2 separate regions of the Hordeum vulgare genome follow, and region 1 is linked to region 2. Evidence: chromatin contacts called from public Hi-C data. All regions are on one chromosome and are shown on one strand. Each heading gives the region's core, a stretch centred on a gene start, on an enhancer-like site or on the middle of the called end of the contact. The rest is flanking DNA. Distances are from core to core; before and after follow the strand shown.

Evidence for each region. A called contact is a pair of places that touch in the nucleus more often than the background predicts.
Region 1: a Hi-C map of seedling shows a contact between it and region 2, with 4 times the contacts expected there. The contact joins the promoter of LOC123444090 here to the promoter of LOC123444087 in region 2. A contact is called at or near these places in 3 of 6 Hi-C or Micro-C datasets (leaf and seedling) and 1 of 1 datasets of contacts at active chromatin or transcription factors (embryo).

Annotation. Positions count from the first base shown.
Region 1 is chr3H:426,922,023-426,928,444 of MorexV3_pseudomolecules_assembly, forward strand. LOC123444090 (protein MALE DISCOVERER 1-like) reads left to right here and starts at 2,262. Exons shown (of 13, transcript XM_045120705.1): 1 at 2,262-2,476; 2 at 3,365-3,624; 3 at 3,743-3,875; 4 at 5,826-5,897; 5 at 6,419-6,422. The coding sequence starts at 3,534.
Region 2 is chr3H:426,365,150-426,371,563 of MorexV3_pseudomolecules_assembly, forward strand. LOC123444087 (tubby-like F-box protein 1) reads right to left here and starts at 2,071. Exons shown (of 4, transcript XM_045120701.1): 1 at 1,649-2,071; 2 at 322-409. The coding sequence starts at 1,942.

The DNA.
Region 1 (6,422 bases), core at 1,012-3,511, 560 kb after region 2:
CTAGTCCTGTGTGGATGGAAGCCGTGGTGAAATAGACAAGGCCGCTTCTTCGTGGACCCCTTGTGGGTGGAGCTCTGCGTGGCCTCTCGCAGTCGTTACCCTCCGTGGGTTGAAGTCTCCACTAACATGGATGTACGATAGCGCCACCTATCGGAACCATGCCAAAAATCGCCGTGTCAACTTCTTCGTGTTTGATCTTCCTAAAATCTACTCCTTACTACATGTGCAAATCTTTACTTTTCGCTGCCATACTTGTTAACTAGCATGTGTAGGGTGCACTAGACTTGTTAGAATCGCTAAAATCTGGAAGCATTAAATTAGGAAAAGGCTAGGATTTTAATTATGCAAGTAGTCTATTCACCCCTCCTCTATACACCTCTTCTATCGATCTCTCACAGGGACAATATAAGGGCCATGTTAAAGCTTGCACTATCATACTTGAAGTTGAGACTTCATAAGATCTCTGAATTTGTCACAATGACACCAACATGCTTCATCGCACTACGGTGTTCGGAAGGCTTGGATAAGGCAACTATCAGGAGGTCAACTTTGAAATCAATGGACACCACGCAACAAGGGATACTAGCTACAAGATGGTATCTATCCTTAGTACTCAGCTCTTGTGAAGACAATCTCCAATTTGATCGGAGAGAAGAGGGCTAGGTTTGGCCAAGCATAATTGAGTGCTAGGAAGGATGGGGAGCACGTTTTTGGTGTGCTTCAATCTCGATGGGCCATCGTTCGTCCCTCCGCTAGAAACTGGGGCCAACATAAGATGTGGATGGTGATGAATGGTTGTGTGGTCATGCACAACATGATCATAGAGTATGAGCGTGGTGAAACCATTTGACCAACGGTTTTAATTTCAGGGTGAGAATGTCGTGTCTGATCATGGACCTACAACGTTCGCACAGTTCATCCAATTTCATCATGAAATGCATGATTTGACAACTCACATTCAACTCTAAAATGATATGGTTGAGTACATGTATACTCACCTTGGCAACCAAGAGATGTATCGACTCTTTTTCTTTCAATATATTTGTGACAATTTAAATTTAATTGTAAAATACTCCCTCTATCCCAAAATCTCGTCTTAGATTTGTTTAGGTATGAATGTATCTTGCCAAGTTCTAGTATTTAGATACATTCATTTCTAGACAAAGCTAAGACAAGATTTTTGGGACGGAGGAAATATTTATTAGTGTTGTGTAAAACCTTGTGATTTATTTGGGCCTCATTTGGTTAGGAGGAATTTCATAGAAATTCTATAGGATTGGATTCTTAGGAATTTTTTCATTAGAGCTCTTTGGTTCATAGAAATGCATTTCTGTTCCTAAATAGGTCCTATCCTCCACATTTCAAAGTAAAATAAACATTAGCTTAGACTCAATGATGTGAATCAAATGGCATCTATTTTGTCATTCCTACTCATGTGATTTGAAATACATGTCATCTCAATTCCTACAAGTTTTCTAGTCGTATACTAATTACTTCATCCGTTTTTAAATATAAGTCAGATTCCACTATAGGTTACATACAGATGCGTATAGACATATTTTAAAATATAGATTCACTCATTTTGCTTCGTATGTAGTTTGCAGTATTTTTTAAAAAAGACTTATATTTAAAAAAAAAGGAGTATATTATATGAACTAAAAGATGCTTTGGTTGTAAACTATGCGCAACATTGCTTTTTAGTTAGATTTGTATGCATAAAAGTTTGACGGATCAAATGGATCGGTTGACTGGACGCATTCTTGAATAAAATTTGAAAGCGACCGGATGCCGTCACTTCGGCGGACACAAATGAACAAAAGACGGACCGAATCTCGACATGTTGGAGTTGGTTTTAGACATCCAAACAGACAAATGACGAACATTTTGCGTCCATTTCGTTTGGCTCGTTGGACTTGCTCTAAATCTACAGTAGATACAGCTCCCTTTCGATGGAGGAAAAAAGAGACGCAGCTCCCTGCTCAGCAACTTTGTACTTCCATTGCCGTCGCCAAATATGGAGATAACACTCTGGGTTGGAGGCAGGCAAGCTGGAGACTGGTGCGCACGACAAGAGGCAACTACACGACGTGGGAGCCAACAAACAGACAGTACGCGAATAATAATCCCGGCAGCGAAGAAATGGAAAAGAAAGAAAGAAAGAAACAAGGATACGGGCGGACAGCTAGGCGGGACCCGGGCATCATCAATAAAATCGTCAAAAATCATTTTTCCAGCTAATTTTTTTTTTCGCCCCTCCTTCCTTTGCGCGTCCCGCCTGTCGGCCGCGGGCCCACCGCACGTCTCCTCCTCCGTCCACCCCCTCTTTCTCTCTCTCGCCCGCCGCCGGCCACCGTCACCGTCACCGTCCCCTCCTTCGAGGATCTCCCCGGGAGGGGGAGGGGAGGCAAGCCTCCGACCCGCGAACGCCGACCATCCTCCTCATTGTTCCGAAAATCGAAATCGAAAACAAAAGCGGGTAAGGATCGTTCCGCCCCGCTTCCTTTCAAAAGCTGCCCTCCTCTGAAATTTTTATTTACAAGCATTTCGCCGTATCAACCTTCGAGATTCTCGACCTGGTTGGTTTAATGCTAAGCGCCCTCGGCGAGAGAGAGAAAGGAGACGATTTTTGTTGCAATCGCATTTGGCGTCGCCGAGCATGACTGATTGCGATTGGTTCGGGGGAGTGATTATAGAAATGCCAAATGGGATTGGAGCATATTTTATTGACATTTGTGATGATGAGATGAGCACCAAAGGATTTCTGCAATTTGTTTCCGATTTTAAAATGCTGCTAGGCGTCGAATCCGTCGCCGGCGACGACGAGGCTCGCGTGGGCTGCGGAAGCCCTTGTCCCGGCCCTCGACAGCGACCGCCCTATCCAATTCTTTAATCCCAACCTGGTATCCCAGCGCGGAATCGCCTGACAGATGGCCGCAGAATTCTTCCTCCCCATTTTTCCTCCCAAGAAAACGCAATCTTAGACATTGGGAGATTGGAGCTCCGTTAAATATTATCTTCCGTTGTCTGCTGCGAATATTATACTGCTTGTGAGTTGTGTGTGTGTATGAATTTCTCTCTCTAGCTGTGTTGTCCTCGTTGATCTCTCCAACTACTGCTACTACTACTTGTTCCTCCAAGAACGGACGACCGCTGTTTCCCTCCCTCCCCCCTCCGTCTTCCTCCCCCCGTCTTCTCCATCTCCTCGGATCGAATCGCGTGCGGCGTAAGCGAAATTGGCATAGGCGAATCACCAGGCAAAAAGCCAAAGCTGCCCCTTTGCTTTTCCAGCGATGCAAGCTTCCTCTGCAGCTCCTCCTCCCACGTTTCTGAGCTGTTTTTGTGTCTCTGTCTTTCTTGCATGCAGCTGCAGGAGCGGGAGCGTGCCGTGAGGCTGAGGCTCTGCTGCCGTGCCAGCAAAGGTAAAGGTAGGCGCCCGCGCCACGCCATGGGCGTCCCTCGCGCCTGACCATGCATTCCAGGCTGCTCAAGAGGCTCGCCAAGAGGATCATGTGAGCCGCCGCGCGCCTGTGGAAATGTGGGAGATGGCCGCGCTGCTCTACTGCGCCGTCTTCGCGCTGGCGCTTCATTGCGTCGGCCGTGGCTGCTCAGCGATCAACCTTGAAGGTACGGGCAGCCAGCCCGCCGGTGTCTCTTTTTCATTTTTTTGCTTTTGGTTTTGTGGTTGAGCTCTTGGGGTTCTGGTGTGGCCGATTGACTGGGGCTTTTGGTGTTGGTGGTGCAGGCTCAGCGCTGCTCAAGTTCCAGTCGAGGGTGGAGGAGGATCCGCATGGCGCCATGGCAGGCTGGAGCGTGCTGGACGCCGACCCCTGCGGTTGGAACGGAGTCCGCTGCGCCGATGACAGGGTTGTGATGCTGTGAGTTGGATGTTTTCCCCTTTGTTTTTCTTCTCCTCTATGTTTACCACTGGCTCATGAGTCTGTTTGGAAAATGGAAATGCAGTTCGTAATTCATTGGTGATTATTATGATCAGAAAACTGAGCATTTAGTTCATCCTCTGTTTTAACGGGTCTTCCATTTGACTGTATCTTTCTCGCTTAAGAGTAGTTTTAGACTAGTAGTATTGATCTATTGTTAAATGGATGCTGCATCGGCAACTGCCCCGTTTATTCCTTGTTTTCTCCTTCACAGTTAACGTGGCTTGACTTTCTTGAGTACAGTACCATACTTGCATCAGTTGAGTCTATTGAGTTACTGCCAAGACAAGCATGTCTCCACTTTGTGTAGCAATTCAGAGAAGGTAGACTCAAGCATAGAGGCTCAATCAACCGGACTAGATATTATGAAGGATTTTAGGAGCGCATTCGTATTTTTTTTCTAGTATAGTTAGAAAAAAATTGTACTCCTAAATTATTTCATTTTTAGGAGTACTTTTTGGGTCAAATAAGGAAAATGAAATATTATAAGTACATAAATGACCAACTCTGGTTTCTTTGGCGAATACACACTCTTGGAAAATTAGTACTCCTAAAATATACTCATTTGTAGGAGTGCTTCTTTGGGCTGAATAGGGAGTAATTCTTAAGGATTCTTTTAGTGCCTATCTTGAATTTACCATGGATACATTGTTCGCACATTCCAGAAAATGTTTTTTTTTGGTAGCTGGAAGCCTTTTCAAAAGCTTATACTAAGCCGTAAAACAACCAGAAATCTGGTTATTAGAACTACGTGTTCATTCCACCAACACAAACAAGTGGCTACAGCTAAGTTGTTGTGATTGGTTTCTTCTCCTGCTGGTATTCTCAATTTTGTGACGTGGGATTGTTAACCTATAAAGTGAGACTGTTGACTTATACAATAGCATTGAAGGTCCAAAATGGGGGCTACCTTTCATTAGCTAGCTTGATTAGATTTTTTGGCAAGTTTGTTCCTATATAAGATAACTGATTGGCACAGTATAGCCTTATGTTTATATCCTAGATTTTCGCGTGCAACCCGTCTCCAAGATTTTACCTCCTATTATTTAGAGAATGCGCAAAGTTCTGGATTTCATTATGAAGAGAATCAAGGTTTATACAATGATAGAATTGTAAAAAAAAAGGTTTATACAATGATACCGCCAAATTGAACAAAAAAAGAACACTTATTGCAACCCCCCCAAACAAGAAGGAACACTAGAAAAATTCCTCACAGTGGTTGGTTTGTGCAGCCTATTTCTTAAGGTATGCCACTGTCTCTCTGCCCCCGCTTCCGCCTTCATCTTCTTCAGCGCCGTGCCCATGTTGCAAAAAGAGAGCGTGGGAGAGAGAGAGAGAGATGGATACTTGTTTGAAAGGAAAGGTCGCGTTTCTTGTCATACTTCTACACACCCTGATACCTAGTTTTAACCAAGCTAAGACATGTGTTTGCTTGATCTTACCACCAAACTAGATATATGAACATTTTCTTGTAAGCAAAACATGATGGTCCAGAACCCCTCAGGACATGTTGCTCTGGTGCCAAATTGGCTTCCATACGCCAACCACCTCATCTAGAAGTTTACCTTATCAAGGAAATTGTTTGTTTTCTACTCAGTTAATTATCAAGCATTTACCTCATCATCTCTACTTGTTTCATATTTTAAATCGAAAGGTTTATGGCGACTCTCCTTCATACAGTATTTCAATAGAATCATTTGTTATTCAAGATGATTCTGTTTTGCATTCAAGGTTATCTTTTAATTCCTGTGGGGTACCACAACTTTACCAAATAAATATTTAAGATATTACATTTGGTGACTACTGTTGTTCTATTTCAGTATTTTTCAGGGGTTCTGGCTTGATTTATCATCTTAATGATTGTACTTACTGTGAACTATACCTTTGCAGGAACCTAAAAGATCTCTCATTAAGAGGTAACCTGGGTCCAGAACTAGGAAGTCTTAGTCATCTGCAGGCTCTGTAAGTATGCAGTTTTGTATCTGTGCTTTCGCAACAAATATAAATTGCTTCGCATGAATAACAATATATTGGTATTTTTCCTAAGCTATCTCTTTGCGATATGGTAAAGGGATAAATAGGTAATTATGTAGTGGTTGCTGCTTTGTCTTGCCTTCATAAGTTTCCTGCCAGATATGAGTATCTAAACAAAGTCAATTTGCTTAAAAGATGTCAACCAACCATCAGTCAGGAAATTGTATATATCTAACCAACCGACAATTGGTAAGTTCCATCCTTTACAGAATAAATGATGTGCACATATCAGTTTACGTCTGTGGATCAAATATGAGACAAAATCACAGAAATCTCTGTCGTGTCGATTTTACTCAGTAGCATAAAAGATGTCCATCTATCAATCAAGCACTTGTTTCTTAACCAACTGCTTTTGGCAAATTGTGATACACTAATTTTACTTTGCATGCGACTGTAACATTTGCTGCAACCGTTTCAATGTTTTGATTCCTTGTTGTGTCTTCTTGCAGTGTA
Region 2 (6,414 bases), core at 821-3,320:
ACAGACAACACATGCAAACACAATGCAGATGCAAAATAATAATAATTGAAAAGTCATTATCGACTAGGAGAAACAAGTGATACGCTTCCAATTAAAGCCTTACTGACTGAGATCCAAAAGCTATATATGCAGCATATTGCTGCTTATCAAGTGTCATCGTGCATACAAATACGAAGTTTTTTTACTAGACCATTGCTAACTCTTAAATATATTTCTTGCTAAATGTGTCCTTGGTCCACTGATAACGAGTTGGCCCAAATGCATACGCAACATAAAATAGAATGAGAAAATCAAGGCAGTACACCCATCAGATAGGCTTACCAGTTGTCAAGCCAAGGTAGAGGTAGAACGTAGAGTTCTTCTTATTCCGCTTGATAAAACACTGCATTGGAAACTCCTTTGGCCCTGGCTGTTTGACATTATGTTGTAAGATTAGGCATACAGATGCTGCATAAGAAACTTCTGTGCAAGTCCCCAAGTAACTACAAAGGAATCCCTCGCATAAATAGCTTCAACAGAAACGTAAGAAAACTATGGGTACATTTGGTTTTAGCCTAGCTTGGCTGTATCAAATAATTGGCTAGCCAGATTTTTGGTGGAGCCTTTGCTTGCCTAATTGGCCAACACTGACTAGAAAGTGAACTGAAATGGAGAGAGAAGCATTGGCATGACAAAATATTGGTAGCCATCCAAACATAGACCAAATTTTTAGCCATGACCAAATTATTGGTAGGGTGGGTTTTGGCCACCATCCAAACAAATCCTATGCTACTCAAAATAGGCAAGACGGAATTTCTCATTGCGGAAGCCTTGCCATTAAAATCCAATTAATTGAGTTCCTGTTTGCAGGGGGATGACAAAAATACACAAGCCAAAATTTCTGATCGTCGACACGCCAATCGAAACCACCCATCGAAATACACCAAATTTAGTATCGCCCAAACCAAGAATGAGAGCGTGAGTGCACTTTTATGGGATGGCATACAGCGCGACCGGGCAGTGGCACGACGCATGGAGCAGCACCCCACTTTCACCTGACGTCATTGATGTACACCATGGCCCCAGCACACAAACCGTTGCATGGCTGATCAGACGGTGGATTCTCAAAAAAAAGGCTGATCAGACGGTGTGGTGCCCGGCGTGCCATAAGATCAGGGAGAACTTGGTTTAAGGCATTTTTATAAATAAAAAAAGGGTACAAGAACCGATTAAGGGCCTCATTGATTGGCGGGAGATTATCCCATTTCCGGCAATAATTGAATTGTTCCCTGTGAATTCATGTGAATCTAATAGGCCATGAGAAATAACATCACAGCTACATTTACAGGTCCAACCTTCCAAATCGCACAACAAACAACCTTAGCATCTATGGAAATGGAAAACTAATGGACCTAATGTATAGGCAGGCGCGAAATTTGCCGCTCAGGCTTAATCCGATGCCCTACCTGTCTCAACGGAGAGGAACCTTTGGAAAAATTACGGATCGAAAGGGAGCAAATCATCATCAGTTTCCTCCTTAATAAAAACTTAAGTTTGGGATGGGGATTTCCACAGCCCTACACCACCACACACGGAACCGGAAGCAGAGACCCCTACCAATCGACGGGTATGAGAGCACAAACCCACCAGGCGCAGCTCCCGTTCTCACCTGCTTGAGCGAGGACGGGAAGGTGATCTTTCCGGACACCGCGGGCGGCCGCACGACGGCGACGGCGGCTTCGCGCCACCGGCGGCAGACGCAGGCGCAGGAGACGACATCCTTGCGAGCCGGCCACCTCTCGCCGCCGGACGCCTCGACGCGCCGCACCACCTCCGAGAGGAGCTCCGGCAGCAGGCGCGCCCACCTCTCCTCCTGCTCCTCCGGCTGCCCGTCCTCCTTCTCCTCCCCCATCTCCGCCACCTCGGAGACCTCGCCCTCGGCCGCCGGCTCCTCGCAAGGCATATCTTCCGCCCACCACTGTACTGCCTCCCCACTAGGTTGCGGGCCTCTTTCGTCGGCCTTGGTTTTTTGCTTTTCTTTCTTCCAACTGTAACCAAAACCGCGTTCGGCGATGGAGAGAAGAAGATGGAGTACTTGTCTGGAAAAGTGGATCTAGCGGACAGGTACTGTGACCACTCATCACTGTGGTGCGTGGCCTTTCTTTAATTTCTTTCCTTTTCCGTATTATCACAGTGGTGAAACGATCACACACACACACATGAATTTTCTTCGCTGTGCAAGTTACTCTTTCCTTTCTTTTCCTTCAAGGCCACGGGATAAACATATGCAAACAAAATCCAAAAGTGGATGCGTGCTACGTGTCGACTGGCTGATTTTATGGAAAGTTGGTAAACTTGATGTCCACCTCATACATCATGTGTGAGTCGTCGAATTCACTTTCACATGTGAATGCAGCGGCCTCGTCCCCTCTTAGCCGATCGGAAAATCGTCAATGTTGTCCTCAACGCCCTTCAACATGGTCGACGTTGCAGCTATCACATGTCTCTTTTCACACGCTTGCTCTATTGTATGTAAGGAGTAGAGGTAGATCAAGACTAAGACTCACATGGAGCGTATGTCTCTTTCACCTGCCATGTGTTGCAATATCATTGATGTTGCACTCGTCACCCTGCAACATGGTCACCGTTGCAGTGGTCACGTGTCCCTTCTCAGTCGTTCACAATATGGTCGATGTTGGGCTCATCGTCCTGCAATATGATCATTGTTACAGTGGTGGCGACACATGATCATCGTCCTTGCAGCACCAATATCGTTGTTAACACAACATGGCGACATCATCATCATACAACGTCGCTTCTACAAACACCCGCTCAGGGAGACCTTACAGTAGTCGATAATGCCTTCTATAACACTCAAGATGTGGTACTATCCTAATCATGGCTCAAGGCCTCGATACGAATAGAATCACATCTCGTTGTTTCACAAGAACAAATATCATCGCGTATGCATTTTAAAAAGAGATGGGTATATGAAGTTAGCTTACACTCGTCACAAGCTAAGTCAATATCATGCAAATACAATCATCCAGAAGAACAAGGTCCGACTACGGACAAAATCAAACCATAAAATGGAGATGACACCTATCTCGCTAATCTTAGGAAGCCGACCAAAGGGTCCCGCTACTCGTTTGGATAGGTGACGTAGATACGCCCACGCTCCTCGTCATACTCTTACTAGAGCCTGGAGGCATCATCTCGATCAACCTCGTATGTATATGTACCTGTTGTGTTGTAGTAATTTGTGAGCCATGGGGATTCACCAATCTCATCGCCAAAGGTATCAATCTCATCGCCCAAGGTATCAAGTCTAATTAAGTTTCTAGGTGAGGCATGGTTAAGTGATGAGGTTGCAGCAACGCTATATATTTGGGTGGCTAATTTACGAGTACAAGAATAAGATAAGAATCTACACATTGAACTAAAATATGATCAAAAGGTGATACTGAGCACCTACTTAAAATTTATACACAACCCCACCGTATTTTTTCACACCATTTTCATACATAACCCCACAGTTAAATTCCTTGGATTTTTTTTTACTGTAGGGGAAAATGTCTCAATTATTTATGCAAGATTAACACATATACCAAAATCCAGAGAAAATAGAAAATACAAATCAATATATATATATATATATATATATATATATATATATTAAAAAAAGTAAAAGGACAGGGTCACCAGGGGTTGTCCTAGCCGCTGATTGTGACAAGTGGCCCGAGTGCCACGTTGCAGGGACTAACCATTGGGGCCTAACTATCGGCGACACTTTGAATGTGAGGCAAGTTAAAAAAGCGGGACAAGCAGGATTCAAACCCTGGTCTTATGGGTGGAGGCGCAGCGCGACGACCAACAATGCTAGCTGTGGGGATGCGCTCAATATGGGGCACGAGTCAGGTTCAACTAACCTAAGTGAGGCTAACCTTCTTCTACCTTGCATCAGGGAAACTGGCGACGATGCCAGCGAGCACAACGACGGCTGCCGCGGGTGAGAAGGGCCAGCGGGGGTGCAGAAAGCGCAGGGGATCGGTTCCCGGAGGTGGTGCAGCAATGCAGCGGGGGTGGAGCGGAGCTCGAGTCCGAGGCTGGCTCGGCTCTGGGCACTCGCGAGGAGATGCAAGGCGAGGCGAGACAAGGCGAGGCGATACATACGAAATCAAACGATAAAATGTAGATGACATATATCCCACTAATCCCGGGAAGCCGACCAAGGGTCCCGATACTCGTCCAGATAGGTGACGTAGATACGCCCACGCTCCTCGTCATACTCCCACTAGAGCCTGAATGTATCATCTGGATCAACCTCATTTGTACTTGTACATGTTGTGTTATAGTAATCTATGAGCCACGGGGACTAAACAATCTCATCGCCCAAGGTATCGAGTCTAATTAAGTTATTAGGTGAGACATGGTTAAGTGATGAGGTTGCAACATTGTGACAGCCCGAGACCGACGTTCGAGAAGATTCCCCTTTTATTCTGTTTTCATCGTGTGATTATTTTTATTTGTCGCAACATCATCGCATCATGCGCATCATCTGCATTGCATTGGCATCCCGTTGCCGCCAAAAGTTGCATCCGTTATTAGTTGCCGGGTCTCTCCGTTCTAGTCGTTGTCCGTTCTAAGCCCGACCACACACGCACGCACCCGCGGCATCGTTTAAATCCTGTTTTTTAAAATGTGTTTAAAACTTTCTCTGATTGGGTTGAAACTTGGTGTGCGGCCTTATTTAGATATAGGTAGGCCACCTGCCAATTTTCCTCGCAATCGGAGTCCGTCTAGTACCCGAACGGTCGTCCGTAGCGGCACTGTTGTCGGTTATTTATCAGACGCTTTTCGGTGTTTTAAATCGCGTTGCCAGGTCGCACCGTTTCCCTCTCGTCATAGCCAACACCTCTCTACACGGCTAACCCTAACCCGCCTCTCCGATCGGACCGTCCGACCGCGGTCGGAGGGTCGAACCCCCCCCCCCCCCAAAACCCTCTAACCTAGCCCTTTCCTATAAATAGTTGCCCTCCCTACCATTTTTAGGCAAACCCTAGCTGCCTAGGGATATGTGCCGCCGCCAGCCGCCTCCCACCTCTCTCCCGCGGCCACCTTGCGCCCTGCTGATGTCCCACAAGCGTATGGGATCGTAGCAGTTTCGAGGGTAGAGTATTCAACCCAAATTTATTGATTCGCTCACAAGGGGAAGCTAAAGGATATTCTCGAGTATTAGCAGTTGAACGTGTGAGATTCAACCACACCTGAAAGATTAGTGTCTGCAAGCAAAGTATCAATAGCAAAGTAGTATGATAACAACGGAGCCAGAAACGATCTGGTGACAAGGCAGACTATTCCTAACTGCTGTATCAATGGCGCCAGTAAAAGCTTTGACAATCCCCAGCAATAGCGCCAAAAAAGGCACATTGACGGGAGACATTTCTTGAGACTATTGCTATACTTCCCTGGCAACGGCGCCAGGAAGAGCCTTGTTGACGGGATGTTAACGCCAACAAAGTCTTGCAACAAGTAACAGTGGAGTAGCAAGGAACAGTAGTAGCAGCAGCAAAGCAACAAGTAACAACAGTAGCGACAGCAGCAGCAAAGTGGCCCAATCCCTCTTGTAGCAAGGGACAAGCCTAGGCAAAGTAACGTAGCGAGGACCAGTAGTAAAAGACTCGTAGGCAGTGGACCGGTGATGGATGAGTGTGACGGATGTGATTCATCATGTAACAGCTATAAGACGGAGATATATGTGGCTAGCTCCCGTTCATCGATCTAATGTAGGCATGTATTCCGTATGTAGTCATACGTGCTTAGGAAAAAGAACTTCCATGACATCTATTGTCCATCCCTCCCGTGGTAGCGGGGTCCTAATGGAAACTACGGGATATTAAGGTTCTCCTTTTAATAAAGAACCGGACCAACGCATTAACACGCGGTGAATACATGAACTCCTCATACTATGCTCATCTCCGGGAGTGGTTCCGGCTATTGTCACTCCGGGGTTGCCGGGTCATAACACATAGTAGGTGACTACAACTTGCAAGATAGGATCAAAAACACACATATATTGGCACAACATAATAGGTTCAGATCTGAAATCATGGCACTCGGGCCCTAGTGACAAGCATTAAGCATAGCCAAGCAGTAGCAACATCAATCTAGAACATAGTGGATACTAGGGATCAATCCCCGTCAAGAAGTAACTCGATTACATGATAGATCTCATCCAACTCATCACCGTCCAGCAAGCCTACGATGAGATTACTCACGAACGATGAAGAGCATCATGGAATTGTCGATGGAGAAAGGTTGATGATGACGATGGCGACGATTTCCCCTCTCCGGAGCCCGAAACGGACTCTAGATCTGCCCTCCAAATGAAGAACAGGATGTGGTGGCGCCTCCGTATCGCAAAACGCGATGAAA